2 separate regions of the Arachis hypogaea genome follow, and region 1 is linked to region 2. The links are chromatin contacts, called in public Hi-C maps. All regions are on one chromosome and are shown on one strand. Each heading gives the region's core, a stretch centred on a gene start, on an enhancer-like site or on the middle of the called end of the contact. The rest is flanking DNA. Distances are from core to core; before and after follow the strand shown. Region 1 holds the start of LOC112729356 (putative disease resistance RPP13-like protein 1). Region 2 holds the start of LOC112755580 (tubby-like F-box protein 3).

Region 1 (5,855 bases), core at 480-2,979, 190 kb before region 2:
AAAATGATCTCGAAGCCAAATCATTAAAATATTTATAACCAACTTCTTCTAAAGTGCTGCCACTCTTTGGTTGCTGCAAAAGACCTTCTGACATCCACAATAACACCAGTTTATCTCTTTTGAATTCATAGTCTTTTGGGAATAAAGAACAATAAACAAAGCAACGTTTTAAGTGGGAAGGGAGGTAGTGATAACTGATTCTTAATGCTGGAAGAATCCCACTATCTTTTTTGGGAAGTTCCCAAATTTCATTCCTCAATATAAATTCCCAATCTGCTGCTTCATTTCTTGCTCTTAATAAACCTCCAAGTGTTTGAGCAGCCAAAGCTAACCCATTACACTTTTTGACAATTTTTCGACCAACTACTTCTAAAGCAGAACGGATATGAGGTTCAGCAGAATTAAGACATGCATGATCTGCAAACACTGACCAGCAGTGATCATCACCCAACAAACTCAAATGGTAAGTTGGAATAGTTTTCACCATATCAGCAATCGAATCAAGACGGGTTGTTACAAGAATCTTAACACCCCCGTTACTAGATTTGAAAGGCTTTAAAAAACTTATCCAGGCATCATAATTGTTACTCCACATGTCGTCCAAAACAACCAACAACTTCTTCCCTGATAGGACTTCCTTCAAACTCTCCTGAATTGTGTTTAACTCAGTTGACTTGCAAGAACTAAAAGTTACTTTCTCCATCACCGTCTTTGTCGCCTTAAGAACATCAAATTCTTCTTGCCCATCACAAACCCATGCCTTAACATCAAATTTTTGTTTCACTCGGTCATCATTGTAAACCATCTGAGCTAAGGTAGTCTTTCCTATTCCACCCATGCCGACCATAGGAATCACTGATATTCCACCGTCATTGGTGACATCTAACAACAGTTTTACTATGGCCTCCCTATCTTGGTCCCTGCCATATATTTGATGCACACCAACCAGAGATGTTGAGGGGATTCTCCATGACATGTCCTCCACCGGTATCTCCTTCAAGCCAAGACCATCTTTCTCATTTACAATTGACTCTAATTCAGCAATGATGTCTTCTATCTTGGTTACTATCTCACCATCACCATGCAAATTGACATAGCGAGACAGAGATTTACCTTGAACCTTTTGAATGGCAGCTTTGGTGGTGACTTCATCAAGTATGTCTTCAGCATCGTACACAGCATCCTTCAGCCTGTCCAGCCAGTGCTTCACAGCCTCCTCCTCGATCTGCCTCCGCTCGGCATCATTAATCACAGCATGAGCAGCCTTCAGAACTGTCTCCAGCTTCTCAACCAGCTTCCGGTTAAGCTTCTTTCTCTGGATGAAGTTGACAAGTAAGGGTGAAATCAGCATGTCGTAGATAGTGCCAAGTGCAGAGTTGAGAAAAGCTTCCCCACAAATCTTGCAGCCATGTTGATCTCAAGATTAGAAGAAAGAAAAGAAAGGAAAGTAGTGGATGAATGTTTGCAATGAAGGTAAAGGAAGAAGTAGCAGCAGGTTCAGAAAGTGATGCTTAATTGCTTATGTATTTTGTTTTCCTTGTAGCAAAAAGACATTGACTTCACACATGCTCATTGATCTTGGGGACAAGTTCATATGATGCTTCCTTCTCTCTTCCTCGAAAAAAAAAAGTGACATGTTTGAGTGCTTTCATAACTGTATGTATGGTCCACACTGCATCCAGTAGCCAATAAGATGATATTTCCATGACATTCTTTCACACATTTCTTACTTTTTCTACTGTTTTTTTTTTCAAAAGATACTTTTATTTTTCCAAATGGAATCAAATTTATTCAGAAAAAGTTGAAAAAGCACATCAATAATAATTATGATGTTTTACATAATAGGCCTTCCTGCAGTAATCTGCATTATTGCGTTTGTCCTACTTGCCTAAATTATTGCATGAAGAAATTGTAATGTACTATCAGATCAAATGTAAACCCATGTGCCATGTACCTATTTCTAAGCTTCATTGTGAAAGAACCACGGTTCTAAATTAGGTACTGTTGAGCCTGTTTAGATTGATAACTCAAAATTTAGTAGGTATGTAAAGTGTAAACTCAAATTCATTTGTCAGTTTAGGAACTACATTTCAGTTTAATATTGTTAAAAAGATAAAATGGAATAAATAAAACAATTGAATAGTATCACGTGTCAAGAAGGTTTTAACAAGGTTAAACTCTCTATTTAGTGATAGATTACAGAGATATAATGAAGATTCCCTCGTGTTCAAGGTAACAAGGGAAAGTGTTTAAGTTACTAAGTACCCATTCCCCTTCCCTTAGACCTGGAATATGAACATTCGTGATCCAAATTCCCTTTTCTCTTCTTCAAACATGATTTCCATTTATCTTTCTTTGTTACTTTGTCAAACCAGCAACAAAGTAATAACTATTAACTGGTCTTCGGTCTAGAAAAGACCAAAGAATACTACTATTCCCTTTGATTTTTTGCCTCTAAACTTGAATTATTAAGTATGGGATACTGCATGATATAATGCAGATATCAGGACATGACAATGTTTAAAAATTACAAGATACTACAATACGGCTTTAGTACAATATCTGATAAAATATAAAACAATTTTTTATCTAAGAGCATAATACTAATATCAGAATTAATACAAATCAGTTTAAACCCAAATTTATTTGGTTTATTATTAATGAATATTACTTGTTTAGATATATAATTTATGAAAAGTAATAAATATCAAATATAACTAGAAGCATCTTCAAAGTATTTGACATGACATGTATCAAATGGAATAGCGCAACTAGTTCGAAGTATCTATGCATCCTAGGTTATTAGTGCCGCCACTAGTTAAATCTAATTTAATCTACTATCCATATAAAAAACGAACATCATTCAATCAACTTTGTTGTGTGTACGTGTGTATAACATTTTTTATAATATAACAATACATGAATAATGTAACGATCTTATAATCCAACGAAGGTGTCGAGAAATAAAATCTATATTTAAAGCCAAGCATTTTCTTAGTGCTTTTATGACCATCAGCGTTATATTATATCTAATGTCTGTCTTAATCAGTAGAGCAACCTTGTTCATGAGATTTTATATCAGAAAAATTGATAATATTACAAACTGCAACTTAAAAAGTTAATTTCCTGCTGTACATGCTCCCACTGCCAATTGTTATTTATTGTCTTCTGTTCTCTATCAACTACCAATAGCCTTTTTTATAACCAAAAAAAAAAAAAGATGAGGAAAGAAAGAAAGAAAAAAATGGGGAAAAAAAAGTTTCGCCAGTGATCCTAAATTTGTACAAGGCAACCTGCATACAAGTTGAATAAGAATCAGAAAGTGAAATGATTCTCTCAATCCAAAAATTCAGTTTTACTACTGATTGACCCAAGTGATAACCAATCAATGGTAAAATCAACATGGATTTTTCAATTGAGAGGATTTAGTAAAGGAAACCAAACTACAAGAGAAAAGGCTCACTTACATTCAACTCCCTTCAACTCCTTCCTTTGGAGTGATGATCCAAGAGTGACTCTATTTTCAACTGGAACATGGGTGACTACATTTGAATGCAAAGCTCTACAAAATCCCTTTCTCTAGCATATATATAACTTTACATTTTTGGGTCGCAAAAAAAAAATAATAATACTCCCTCGAGAAAGAGAAGAGACCAAGCAATGGCAAGAATTTCAAAGGAGCTAAGAACTTGCTTTAAAGAAACTCCAACTCCAGAATTTTAATACCTCCATACTTTCTAGAGATTTACCACACTCTTCATTCTTGGTATCTGATCCCCATTTCTGTGTTTGCATCGCAGACATGTATATACACAAGATTTTATATGATAAACCGTGCCCTTCATAGTACGGTTCAGCCCATCATTTGTCTCAGCGAAGGCAGACTTAACCAACAAGCAATGCTTAACAGGCTAGATGATCTTCCAACTGCCTGGATGCTTCACCGAGCTATCGCCTCCATAGCAAGTCGAACCAATTGCAGTAAACCTTCTATATCCTGAAAGCTAAAGTCAAGAGCCTTCTTGATGGATGACAAACCCTCTGCATACTTACCCTCACCAAGGTTTGAATTAGCAGCTGCAAAAGCACTCTGTGATCTCCTTGAGGCTTCCATAGCAGAATTCATATCCTGAACCTGAAACATGACAAGTCACTTGTATTCACATCCTATTGGATCCAACTGATCAAACAAGATTTTTAATTGGAAAAAAATAAAATAAAAAATATTCAAAGACAAGTATGAATGTAAATTAAGTAATGGCCTAGGAAAGAGAAGGTATTTTTATTTATTCATACTACCTGAATTGTGGAACAATGTCCCCATTTAGAACTATCTTAACCCTGTTTCCTTGATATTCTAATTCCCTTTGTTTTGGTGTTTCAATCCTTCAACTCATTCAGATTAAAGACCTTGGATGTTTTAGACTTGAACAACTCTTTTGTTGCTATGTATTATTTACACTAGGATCTTACTACTATTCACAAGTTTTTAAATTCTCCTTGATCTGAATCCAAGAGAAAGGTCCCAAAAATGTATTTTTTAGCTAAGTTGTGCACCATGTTCATAACTTACTGTAATTTAATTTGCTGCATTTGTTAGTATCTTACTAAATATAATAATCTAGGTTCCAATCCTAGTACTCCAAAATAAATAATTGAGATAAAGCCCAATTTGTCAGCACAATTTTCATGTGTATACTTACATAATTGAGCAGTCGCGCCATATTAGGACGATTTCTGGCAGCAATAACATGGGTTCCAGCAACTTGGGGGGAGCTGGTAATCTTGCACAAGGCAACCTTGTCTGCTGTTATAGAGTTGTTAACATTATCAACATCAGATGCAGACGATGAAGGTGACTCGCCTAACAAATGTGACAAGGAGCTAATCAAAATAGTGATATAATGATGATAATATAGAGAAAAAGATATAGGGGTTAAAAAAAGGGAATTAGACATACATCTACTCCCATTTCACCAACAATATTCTCACAGTTAATGGTGCTGGTGAGGAAGCGAAGAATGGGTACATAATAAAAGGACAAAAATACAAAGAATCTTAAACTTGCTATCATCTAGCAAATTGGCCATATCTACCTGTCCTTATTCTATCGCCATCGCTTTCTTAATTATACACCAACTGATGAGATCTGTAATTATGATTCTTTTTGGTCTAAACCACCAATATCTGAAGTCTACTGGACTTCAACTAGTCTAGCTCAACATTAGTTTTTTTTTTTTTCCCAACCTGTGTTTATGAATCTGACATCTAGCCTGATGAACAATGTTTGGAAAATATGTGATAGAGCTACATGAGACATAATAATTTTTGAAACCCAAAATCAAAAATTAAAAATAAAAATAAAATAAAAGAATACTCTACCGTGATTTCATGCTTAAGCTATATTTTACTAGTTATTTACCAAAAGGGACTGGTATGCGGTAGGATGTCGAGCACAAATTTAAATGGTAAGTGAGAACTCCAGTAAGAAAGAAATGATAGCATCACTCAAACACCAAAATCTGGTAAAATAATTCATTACCAAGAGGAACCATTTGCATAGCTGTCTGCAGCTCATGCCGATCTCTGCTTGCATTAGTGCTCGAGGAATATACAACCCTCATATATGCCACCTCCATGCATTTGTAAGCCAGAGCAGCTCCAGCCATGTCTTTCAATTTCTCATATTCATGGGCACAAAACCTATCAAATAGAGAATATCAAAAAAGGAATTAAATAAAAAACTTGAGGCTACATATGCCACCCAAAAGTAAAAATAAAGCTCAGCTAAAATCCATCAATTTTATGTACTACCACCAACATGGACAAACTACAAATATGAAATAAGTTATAAA
Region 2 (5,883 bases), core at 1,238-3,737:
TAACATGTCAGGCCAAATATGAGCTAATATACCTGAGTTTTCCAATATAGGTGCTACTCCCTCTTGATACGTCGTCGCAGTTAAGAGAGATGATATAGTCGGTGTGAGTTGCACGACGACACTTGCGTGCAGCAAGAAGGAACTTTCCATCATCAGTTGAGGCTGCCAGATTATTAAGGTAAATCTCACAATGCATAAAGAAAGATTAAATAAAAGGGGTTCTTCAAATATTATATTGGTACAAGTCTATAAGCTTGTGCCAAAAGGTTTAAAAAGCATGATACTAACTCCATTCCAGATTGATAAGTCACTTTAAATTTTTTTTTACATTAATTTTCTGAATATACTAGAAAAGTCAACATGACTAATTGATATGGAATGAAGGGAGTACTATATAGAATAAATGTTCAGAAGCACTCACCTTGATTTAAACCAAGGTACAGATAATATGTTTGATTACTACGATTGCGTTTAATATAACACTGGAGAAGAGAATCTCTTGGACCAGGCTGCATAATTATAACAGAAGTCGGTCAAAGCTTGGCAGTGAATAAAAGGGATCGCAAACTGTTGACAACTGTTACAACCTTCCTAATACAATAAGAACTTCACAGTAGAAGAGAGCAGAGATTTCAGTAAATAGTGGATCATCAAGATTACAATATAAAACACTTTCAACAAAATATAAACTTAGTAAAACCAATAATACCAATTCTTGTAAGCTACTAGTATTAAAGTACCCAATCAATATTCAATCCTTATCACTTGTTTTGACTGACTAATTAGACATTCCAGTTATAGAAGTTCAACTCCAGCCATCTCAACCTTATTGGATGGCAAAAGCATAGTCTTCATTCTGTCTCTTTCTTTCTCGTTAAGTTCCTAAATTCCAACAATCATTCTTGATCTCTCACTCAATCACCACTCTCGTCTTCTTTTTCCCTCTCTTTTTTGATCTTGAAGGTATTTTCTTCCCCTAACACCGTAGCTATTAAGAGAACCTAATAACAATTGCTTACTAAAGGATTTAAAGCTTGGTTCTCATCTTGGAGAGAAGTTAACAACTGCACCCAATCTTTATTAATTACTCACTCACTCTTTGTTGGGCATTCAATTTGGCATACACAAACTAAGAGTAGTATCACATCCCTTAAATATGCCTGCCCAACAAATATGGAGATCAATCAATAAATTGTTTCTTCCCCGAATGAATTTTAGTCACACTCATCAGAATCACACATAAAAGGATAACCATTTCACCTATTCATGAAGTCTGTTTCGGATATAACAAAGTTCTCTAAGCTAACCAAACATAGAAGGGTCGCGGTTCACGAGCCGAACACTATCAAATCATCAGCTCACTACTTGAACTGAATTAACTAGAACCATAACAAATTCAAAACACATATTTTGCAAGGAATCTCAAACAAACTAAAGCAAGTAACTGAGAGGGACCTGCTTCAATGAGATTGGGAATGTGAGCTTGCTGGAAATTTGAGGGGACTTGACAATTTCCTTCATGATCTCCCTCCAGCTGCGACATACGCCGGCACAGGCAACGACATGTTTCCGGGCAGGCCAGGCATCTTCAGAGGCCTCAATCCTCAAGAGCACATCCCTCAATAGCTCAGGTGGCATGTTAGCCCAACAACTCTGCTTCAACCCATCAAGAACCACCAAACCACCACCCTCACTAACACTAACAACACCACCAACACCATCTCTGTGGTGTGATTGTGACCTGGATCTCAAACCCTTCATATCAAAGATTATACTCCTAAACGACATCGTTTCAAACCTCCTCTGCCCTCTTCCTCCTCTCTCTCTCTCTCTTAAACTCAAATCAATTTCCCATTTTTGCTGCAAACCCTTTAGAATTCTACAACACCCCTACTTACCCTTTTACTAGCTGATGCAGAAAAACATAGAAAGGTGGAAAATTTCCCAGGAAAAAGCTTTCCTTTTTGCCAAACAAACGAAGCACTAGCAGTAGCAAGAGTGAAATATACACTTTCTTTTTCTCTCACATTGGAAAATCACAACACTTTATCAAAAAAGAAAAACAACAAGAGAAAAGAAAAGAGTAGATAAAGTGAATTGAGTGAGGAAACAAAGTTGATGAAGGAAGAGTATACGATTCAGTGCCACCCTTCTTCTTCTTCAGCTGCTGCTTCTTCCCTTTCCCTTGGAAGCATGTGGAAATGGAAGAATAAGAAGAGAGAGAAGGGAAAGGTGAAGAAAGGAGAGAAGAGTGGGGGCTGTAAGAAAGAGAAACAGTAACAGTAAGAATGACAGTAACGGCCTTATCCAAGAAGAAAAGAGATTGTTGGGACAAACAGAAAGAAATAGATACGGATACGATAGTGTTTTTGTGTGTTTGTGTGGATTGGGTTTAGTCCACAAATTCATCTCTCTCTCTGTTTTCTCTCTTCCACTTGGGTCATCTTTTGCACCCACAATTTACATCCTACGAGGTTCACACCTCTCACTCACTCCAACGGGAAAAAAAAATATAACGTAGTAAAATAAAAAATTAATTACTATTAAATTTATAATTGTTGTTATGTATACTCTTCATATCCTGGTCTAATGTAATGATCAGGCACAATTAAGTCAATAAAGTTTGGATTGGTCCTCACTAATTTATCCGATTTCCTAAAGAGGTTAGATTCAATACGTGTTGGTAGATTCAAATAAATAACTGTCTCCTTAAATTTTTCATTCACTTTTAAAAAAGATATCTCAACAACTCTAAGACTCTATTCACCATTAGAAGTGAAACTACTTCAACGATGGTTATTGGCTTATCATCTATAAATACACTCAGATAAACTAAGTTCCAATACTTTAAACTTGTTTATCCCTTTTGCTGACTTGGCATCAGAGTGCCTCTGCAGGTACCACCCTCCGTTCTTCAAAACATACAACTCGGACGGAGGCTCCCAAGCAGTAATAGCTCGGAGACACCCTCTTTTAACGTTTGGGTCCCCAGTTGAGCCCAATCATTCGGTTCTAGGTAAGCCTCTGGAACATAAAGGTATGTGCATCACATAAAGAGCTTTTTGATTGACCAGATCTCTCAAGAAATGAAGATCCAATTATAGGTGTTTACATCTATTATGTAGTGTAGGATTTACCGCTAATAGACATGTACTCTGATTATCACAGTATAATTGGTGGAGATAGTTGAGAAACATTTAACTCCCTCAAAAGTTGTTGAATTGACATGATTTCAGTCTGGACAGCACACATAGATTGATATTCTGCTTCTGTACTACTCCTGTTGACTTTAGTTTGCTTATTACTCTTTCAAGATATAAGATTATTGTCCAAATAAATGTAAAACCCTGTGATTGACTTTCGATCCTCAAGATCTCCACCTCAATCAGAGTCTGCAAAAGAAAGAATTCTGAACTTATAATATTTATTTAACACAATCCCATTATCCACTGTACCTTTCACATATCGAAGTGTTCTTTTGACACTTTTTCAATGTAAAAGAGTTGAATTATGCACAAATTAAGAGACACGATTGACAGCAAATGTGATATCCGATTTAGTCATTGTTAAGTATTGCAAGACTCTTACTATAGATATGTATTTAGTTGGGTTATCGAAGAGCTCAGAATCATTTGAGTATAACTTCGAATTTGTAGACATTGGTGTAGGTAATGGTTTAGCATTATCCATTCTAGACCTGCATAGCAGCTCTTTGGCATATTTTGTGATACGTGCTTCAAATGTTCGTGATATAAAGAGTTCAAGTGTTATTTAGAAGATATTAGTTTATATTTTTAGAATATTTTAATTTAATGTATTTGGATTTTGTTTATTTAATTACTATATTGGGCCTTATATGTATGGGAAGAAATAAAAGATAAACAAGAAGATAAAGATACATTAAAATTGAAATAGAAATAAAAAAGATAGATTGAAATTGAGTACAAAGAGAATTACTCTACTTACTACCCAATTTCTTGACGCAACAAGAAATGGACTCCTCAACCTAACTTATCAACGCCATAGTTTGAAAATTGAATCGAAGGGACTCCTCAACCTTTTACTCAATTCTCCGATGCAACAAAAGAGGGACTCCTCAACCTCAATTGTCCACACCATAGTTTCATCACGAAACCAAAAAGGGGTTTCGAAACCTCTAAATCATTCTATACTATGACTATAATAGCTAAGGAGGTATTTATAACATCTTATTAGGTTAAAACAGAGAAAACCCTAAAGCCCATACACATAAGGCCCAATATAGTAATTAAATAAACAAAATCCAAATACATTAAATTAAAACATTCTAAAAATGTAAACTAGTATCTTCTAAATAACACTTGAACTCTTCATATCACGAACATTTGAAGCACGTATCATTTTGTTTGTGACACCATGAGGTCTCCCTATGGGAGATATGTGTCTTCAAGTCCCAAAAAAAAAATTGAAGCTGCCAAGATCTTTTAGAGAGAATTGCTTATTCAATTCAACAATTAAAGATTCAATTTCTTTTGAATTATTTCTTGTCACTATTATATCATCTATATACATCCAGAGGTAAACAACATAGGAGGAATTACGTTTGATAAATAGACAAATATCAAATTTAGTACTCTTAAAGCCAAAATTTTGAAGAGTTTTTGCCGGTGTCTTGAACTAAGCACGAAGTGTTTGTTTCAAGCCATATACGACTTTATTTAGCATACAAACTAGTATATGATTATTACTCATATATTCTTGAGGTTGTGCCATAAAGACATTTTTTTCGAGCTTGTCATTTAAGAAAATATTGTTGAAGTCAAATTGTCACAGTGGCTAGCCTAATGACACTGCAATGGTGAGAATAACTCTTATTGTTGTTGGTCGGATTACTAAAGAATAAATTTGTTCATAATCCACCCCTTCTTTTTTGGTGGAATCCTTTCCTAACAAGCCTGGTTTTGTATCTGAGAATTTCACCTTTCTGATTTTTCTTAATAGCGAACACCCATTTACTATTTATAACTGTTGTATTTGATGGAGGTCCAATAAGAATCTAGGTACACCTATTCAAGACATGAATTTCAGCATTCATAGCTCTTTTACAATGTAGACCGTTTAAAACTTGATTAACTGTAATTGATATATTATGTATAAGATTAGTAGATTGAGTTAAAAAGGACTTTTGATTTGTGTATTCTTACTATAGCTCTTGTTATCATAAAATGTATATTTCAATGTGTATTTATATATATATATATATATATATATATATATATATATATATATATATATATATATATATATATATATATAAAAGAGGACTTTGATGAGACAATACTAAACATGGGAGTGGATTCTCTTTAGTGGAAAAAAAATTGGATGGTATCCAATAAAAAATCTCACCTTTCATTGATTTCTCTCTCTCATTTATTTCTGGTCCCACTTGTAGAATTAAAGGTGAGAGATTACACTTTATTCTCTCCAATGACCAAAAAAATGGAGAGGATCCATTTTCACTAAACATAGTGTGATAAGAAAATAAATTTTCAATAAATTGAATATGTTTTGTAAGATAAACTTTTTCACTCTTAGTCATGCATTTATATCCTTTGTGATTGGAATCATATCCAAAAAACAGACAAATTTTATATTTATAATCAAATTTAGCACTTTTATATAGTCTTAAATAAGGAAAGCATGTATATCTAAAAATTTTAAAAAGTTTAAAATCTGGTGGCTGATAAAATAGAACTTCGTAAGGGTTTTTATTGTCAAGAACATTAGTTGATAGTCTATTAATTATGTAAATAGATATAATGAAGGCATCTTCCTAAAATTGCACATGAAGAGATGTTGTTGCTAACAAAGATAATCCATTTTTTTTAGTCTCCTAAGGTATTT

The links. A called contact is a pair of places that touch in the nucleus more often than the background predicts.
Region 1: a contact with region 2 is called in a Hi-C map of leaf, with 2.5 times the contacts expected there. The contact joins the promoter of LOC112729356 here to the promoter of LOC112755580 in region 2. A contact is called at or near these places in 2 of 8 Hi-C or Micro-C datasets (both in leaf).

The regions. Positions count from the first base shown.
Region 1 is chr2:98,807,199-98,813,053 of arahy.Tifrunner.gnm2.J5K5, reverse strand. It overlaps LOC112729356 (putative disease resistance RPP13-like protein 1), which reads right to left and starts at 1,729. Exons shown (of 3, transcript XR_011874720.1): 1 at 1-1,729. LOC112755631 (cysteine-tryptophan domain-containing zinc finger protein 3) reads right to left here. Exons shown (of 13, transcript XM_025803855.3): 10 at 5,543-5,703; 11 at 4,704-4,864; 12 at 3,468-4,135; 13 at 3,050-3,293. The coding sequence ends at 3,941.
Region 2 is chr2:98,619,296-98,625,178 of arahy.Tifrunner.gnm2.J5K5, reverse strand. LOC112755580 (tubby-like F-box protein 3) reads right to left here and starts at 2,487. Exons shown (of 6, transcript XM_025803767.3): 1 at 1,456-2,487; 2 at 422-509; 3 at 33-162. The coding sequence starts at 1,788.